Regions from separate parts of the Nothobranchius furzeri genome. Here region 2 is linked to region 1. A link is a contact called in public Micro-C data. All regions are on one chromosome and are shown on one strand. The core of a region is the stretch at or near the end of the contact, and the rest is flanking DNA. Distances in the headings are between cores, read along the strand shown. Region 1 holds the start of bmpr2b (bone morphogenetic protein receptor, type II b (serine/threonine kinase)). Region 2 overlaps bmpr2b (bone morphogenetic protein receptor, type II b (serine/threonine kinase)).

Region 1 (2,730 bases), core at 82-2,581:
ATACAGATATATATATATATATATATATATATATATATATATATATATATATATATACACACACATATATGCACATACATAATATATATATTTCCATTTATTATGTAATATATTAATTTATTATACATATTTATTATATACATATATATTTAAATGAACTGTTATGATATTGTTTATTTTTTGTTGCCTTGGAACATCAAAACTACTCTGTAACTGTCCTGTGTTAGCTTGTTAATATCCGATTTTGATCATGTTTCCACAGAAACCCAATTCAGAATCTCTCTACACCACTAAGTGATGATCATTTAGACATATTTATGTCTTAAGAGTCAAACATTAAGTGTTAATCTAAAATTCACTTCCTACACCCCCACACTAAAAACCTCTGTGATAGCTGTGGTCAAAGTGTTCATCTAGATCTCAGTCCAACCACACTAACGTGTCCTTGGGCAAAATCAGAAGCCCACTGCTGTGCCATGCACTGCCACGCTTGTATGACTTAACGGCTGAATGAAAAACAGTGGACTTGTTTACCCTCCTGCACACAAACCTTAACACAGCAGTGCAGGTCTGTATGGAAGAGAGACTGTAATGCACCGATTCTGGTTTAGAGGGGTCATTTTCTGATAACAACTGTATGGATGGGGAAATCTCATAGCGCGCGCGCACGCACACGCACACGCACACACACACACACACACACACACACACACACACGAGATAGGGCCAGTCTACCAGCCATCTCCTGCACTGGGATCACCTAAATCTCATCTTCCCACACATTCCAGTGCTCCTCCATCCCTGAGCTGCTCTGCTGAAATCTTATCAGGCTCAAGGTCTCAGAAGCCTGGCCTCGGGCCCAGAAGCCTCCAGCACCCAGGGCACGGGCTGGAGGGCTGCTGTTTGGGCGGATGGCTTTTCCCAAGCTTTGGTACACGGCATAATTCAAAGGGATTTGAAACAGACGCATAACAAGGTGGGAAAACAACCAGAAGAAACGACTAAATACAAGCACTGACAAACACTAAATCCACTCACCAGCAACTGCAGTCAGGAGGATGGTCAGGCAGAACAAGAACTTAGCTAGAGTTTGGCTCACAGCCATGACTTTTGGCTTCTCTCCGACTCTTCCTTTGACTTCTTTTGGTCCTTTATTTTTGTTGAGCCTCTGCTGTTCCCCTCACACCAGCTCAATAACCGCTCCGGCAGCAGCAGACATGGAATGGAGATGGAGATGACCGATAATGACAGACAGCAGGAGTCCGTTACTCCTGCTTCGAGCTCCGGCTTGGAGCGGACAGACAAGCCGAGCAGCTACCTCGCCTGGCGGACCTGCCATCTGGAACTCTCCCCCAAACAACCTCCATTACTGCCAGCTAGCATGCTAGCCGCCTCGGGCGACTGTCTGGCGGGATAAAACTTGGGAAAAAGCAGGCAAATGTCGCTTAAAAGCCCAAACCGAGCCAAAACATTTAAATATCTATGGTTCCCAGTGATAATGTCCACCTTTTCGGCCCCGTGAACTGGAATTTAGAAAACAGGAGCTTAGCCGACTGGTTCGAGTTGGTGAGCGACGCTAGCAACAAAGCTAGCCAGTTACTTCTGCTCGTCCTGTCTCATCTCTAGCTCGCTGTTACCAGGAGGAAGAATTAAGTCTCCCCGTCTAGAGAGGGCTATGCTAGCGAGCGATGCACGGAGATCGTGCCCCCGGCTTTAGCTGAGAGACGGGGAACAGAGGTGCTGGCCGGGTATCATCAATCGGTCTGTTGGAGGCGGCTGGGAACGCCTCGTTTACGGGCTTGTCTGGACCACCAGTCTCCGGTATCAAGTTGCTGTGGACGGTCCCACGCAGCCAGGAAGGGCGGTGCAGCGCCGCGGTGCCGCAGACGGCAGACACAACACCGTGCTGCGTTCAGGGTCTTCGCGGAATTCTCAAGTTTGTTGTTTACTATGTTTGAGGAGTGTTTTAAAATGTTAAGAAAAAATGGTCCAAAAATCTTGTAGACCGTACTATGCAGTGGCGCCTATAGAAAATGTATGGACCGGGAGTGGGGCAGTGTAAATTTAGGAGTGGCACACCAAATTGGTTCTTGTGGTAATTCTGATTTTAACGTGTAACTGTGTGTTACATCGCACCTACATTCTTTTTCTTTAAAGATCATTCTTCTATCAGCTAAGTTTAAATCTTTTTATTTTACTAAATTTACCAAATAACACAAATAAATCTCAAACACATACTGCTTACTAAGTGTCTTTTAAAGGTGCAGTATGTAAGAACGTTGAGAGAATTTCACAGAGAAAAAAAATCCCCAAAAAGTCTAAGGAAGGAAGGTTATTCTGAAACATATATCATATCCAGCTGGCTGTGGGGATTGTCAGTTTTTCTTCTTTCAAAACAAAGTAAAGACGGACATAACTACTGTTTACCATCAGTGAGTGTGTGGTTGTCGTGTCTCCTGCGAGATAATTCTGCAGTGCCAACTATTGTAATTTGAATCTACCCTTTTCCGATTTAACCCCTATTTTTAACTCCTTGTCCAAAATCTTCCACAGTTTTCCTCCATGCGCTGAGAAATACATTTGCTTTAAGGTCAGCTCAAAAAAAATTTCAGGGAACATTTTATTAATGGCTGCTAACGTTTGGTACGTTCCCTCAACATTAGCTTCGTCACTCAGAGTGTAACCTTCAGGGAAGGCTGCAAAAAGTTTTGCTCTGTCACTCAAAATGTG
Region 2 (2,730 bases), core at 99-2,598, 45 kb before region 1:
ATCACACAGATTCCAAACCAAAGGCTCTGGATATGATTATATCAAACAGAAGCAACCTCCACCCAGAAGCTAACACAAAACAAAAGCTAATTCAAAAAATCCTCTAATTAGTTTAAAAGCAAACAGGAAAGATCTATTCCTCCTATTGTGAGTCGGACGCTTTGATTAAATCCCAGATTCATGCGACTGTGGCTCTGTTCCTATCAAACACGTACCAGGCTGTTCTCCTTCCAGGCTTCAGGGAATTTGGGCCGCTGCTTCTCCCGGGACACCAGGACCTGCATGTCCTCAAACGTCGGGTGGTTTCCTGCCTCGACCTGAAAGGCCATCTGGTAATCTGGCACCGACTCTCCTACAGACCAATGGAGACAGGGCGGATCAGATTTTAGACACAGATCACACATATGAGGCTTGTTCTGAATGGAACACCCTTAAAGACGTAGCCCATAGGGCACTCTCCTCACCAGGGAACAGATCGGTACATCTCATGAAGATTTCCCAGTAGACCAGGCCCAGAGCGTACATGTCCACCTGCTTAAGTGCTGCCTCACAGTCCCTCAGGTTCACCGCACCTTCCAGAACCTCCGGAGCCATGTAGCGGACCGTCCCCGCCTGCAGAGGAGAGAAGAAAAGATGAAACAAAGGTAAATGACTGAACGTTCGGGGCTACAAGTGATGAGAGATCCTAAAATCCCTGATGCGGTGCAGTCCTTTCTCCTCACCTCGCTAATAGCAGCGTTGTCCTCCTCCCCGTGACGCGTGGGACGATTCCCTGTCAGTTTCATGGACAGGCCAAAGTCGATGATGGCAGAGGTGCCATCGGCCTTGACCAGAATGTTCCTGCTGTTCAGGTCTCTGTGGGACACGGCAGGCTTGTACAAGTCTAAAAAAACAAAGAGGAGATGATTGTGTAGGTGTGTGACCAGCAGGGGGCGCAGCGAGGCAGCAGGAGGTTGACACAGTCACCAGGGAGATGTGATGTGCAGGAGTGGGGGAGAAGACTACCATACCAAAGCCCCAGAGATCCTGCAGATTTCTTTAAGACAGTCCTTCCTCTTATCTACTCATCACTTCACCTCCCAGAGTCACTTTTTAGCTACACATGGCACTGATTTGAGCTCTCTCTCCTCTCTTTTCACTGCATAGTCTGCCTGACGACTATCTGTGCTAATGAGGAGAGAGAACAGGAACATCTGACGACCATTTGTTGACAGATGACGGAAACAGCAGAGTCCTGACCTCTCAGAGTGAAGTTACCTTTTATTTACCTCTGTAGCATGTTCCTTTCTCTGCTTCCTCTCTGTGGCTCGCTCGAGGGAAGGCTAAAAATACCCTCGGCTGGGCGTGCACTGACTGTTTGTCAAAACACAAACTCTACAAGACAAACAGACCCGAGTGGCGCTGCATGTACAGCTCACGTGGAGGCTCGCTCTGGACTCTACTGTTTAAATGTTTCCGGACACAAAAACTTAGTTTTCAGGTGTCGAGTGTTAAAATGAAGAACATTAACACATCAGGTCAACTGTACACCAAACCTCAAACCAACGCAAGTCAAGAGAACAGATCTCAACCACATATATGACTGACAAAGTCACAAAGACGAAGAGTTGCTGAATCATCACGGACTCACAGTTTCTCTGCTTTTGTTAAACAATAATAAACTTCATCTATAGTCTTTTACTGCCGGAGACACTAAATCAGGAGGAAAACAAGTAGAAACAACTGCAATATCTTTGTGAGCAAGAGGAAGACGGGTGGATCAAATCACTCTTGCTGACATCTTATTTTGACCATTTGCTCTCTGCAAATAAACAACCTAAAGACAATATTTTCATTTCAAATGTAAACAAAAATGTTCAATTCACCCCAACAGACAGAACAGTTCATTTTGCAAAAAAGAGCATTGAGAATCATTAATAACAGTAACTATAGAGATCACACTAATAAATTATTCATTAGATACAAAATACTGAAATTTCCTGACTTGGTAGAGTGGAAAATATCGCAAATAATGTACAGAGCGAATACGAGTAATCTACCAACTAATATTCAGAAAATGTTTCATAAGAGAGTAAGTGGGTACATGTTAAAAGGAACTGATGTCTTTAAGAAACCTAGATTCAGAACCAAAGTGAGGGAATGTAACATTTCTGTAAATGGTGTAAGGTTGTGGAATACCATTAACAAGGAATTTAAAGAATCAACTACACTTGCTACATTTAAAAAATGTATAAAATCTAATGTATTTAGTAATTATGAAAAGGTGAATTATAATGTCAAAGATTAGACGTGAAAATATTAGAAAGTGACTGAGGTTATACTGTGTTTGTTTGGCGGATAATTTTATTTTGTAAAAAGGGGCAGAAATCATAAGATTTTTTTCTTCTATCTGCTCCTTTTCATTCAAATGTTTTTTTTTCAATATGTTAATGTATGTTGTATTTGTTTGTGTTTATTTTATACATTGTGAATGAAATAAAAGATTTAAAAAAAGATGCTGTAAAATCATAACCATTGAAAATGTAAGTCTGTATGTGTGCATGTATGTGTTTGGGTCATGAGACCAATTTCAAACAGTGTGATATTTGTGTAAAATTTCTTGTTTAAATTTAATCAGAAAGTGTCTTAATTATGTACACAAAGTGATCAACAATCTTAGCTGAAGTAGTTTTCTCATCTTTGACTCACAAAAACTAAACTGAGAAGTGTCTGACAGGTTTGAGACAGATT

What was found. A called contact is a pair of places that touch in the nucleus more often than the background predicts.
Region 2: a contact with region 1 is called in a Micro-C map of tail fin, with 10 times the contacts expected there. The contact joins the enhancer-like site here to the promoter of bmpr2b in region 1. A contact is called at or near these places in 2 of 2 Hi-C or Micro-C datasets (skeletal muscle and tail fin).

The regions. Positions count from the first base shown.
Region 1 is chr2:74,199,771-74,202,500 of NfurGRZ-RIMD1, reverse strand. It overlaps bmpr2b (bone morphogenetic protein receptor, type II b (serine/threonine kinase)), which reads right to left and starts at 1,331. Exons shown (of 13, transcript XM_070547938.1): 1 at 1,039-1,331. The coding sequence starts at 1,105.
Region 2 is chr2:74,244,974-74,247,703 of NfurGRZ-RIMD1, reverse strand. It overlaps bmpr2b (bone morphogenetic protein receptor, type II b (serine/threonine kinase)), which reads right to left. Exons shown (of 13, transcript XM_070547938.1): 8 at 723-883; 9 at 465-612; 10 at 216-352. Among protein-coding and RNA genes, the nearest start is that of fam117ba, 10 kb to the left of the region's middle. Within about 2 kb of position 1,348, at least 1 of the 3 cell types and tissues checked has an H3K27ac peak or open chromatin away from gene starts, as enhancers often do. A contact at or near this core is called in tail fin, where this site is marked.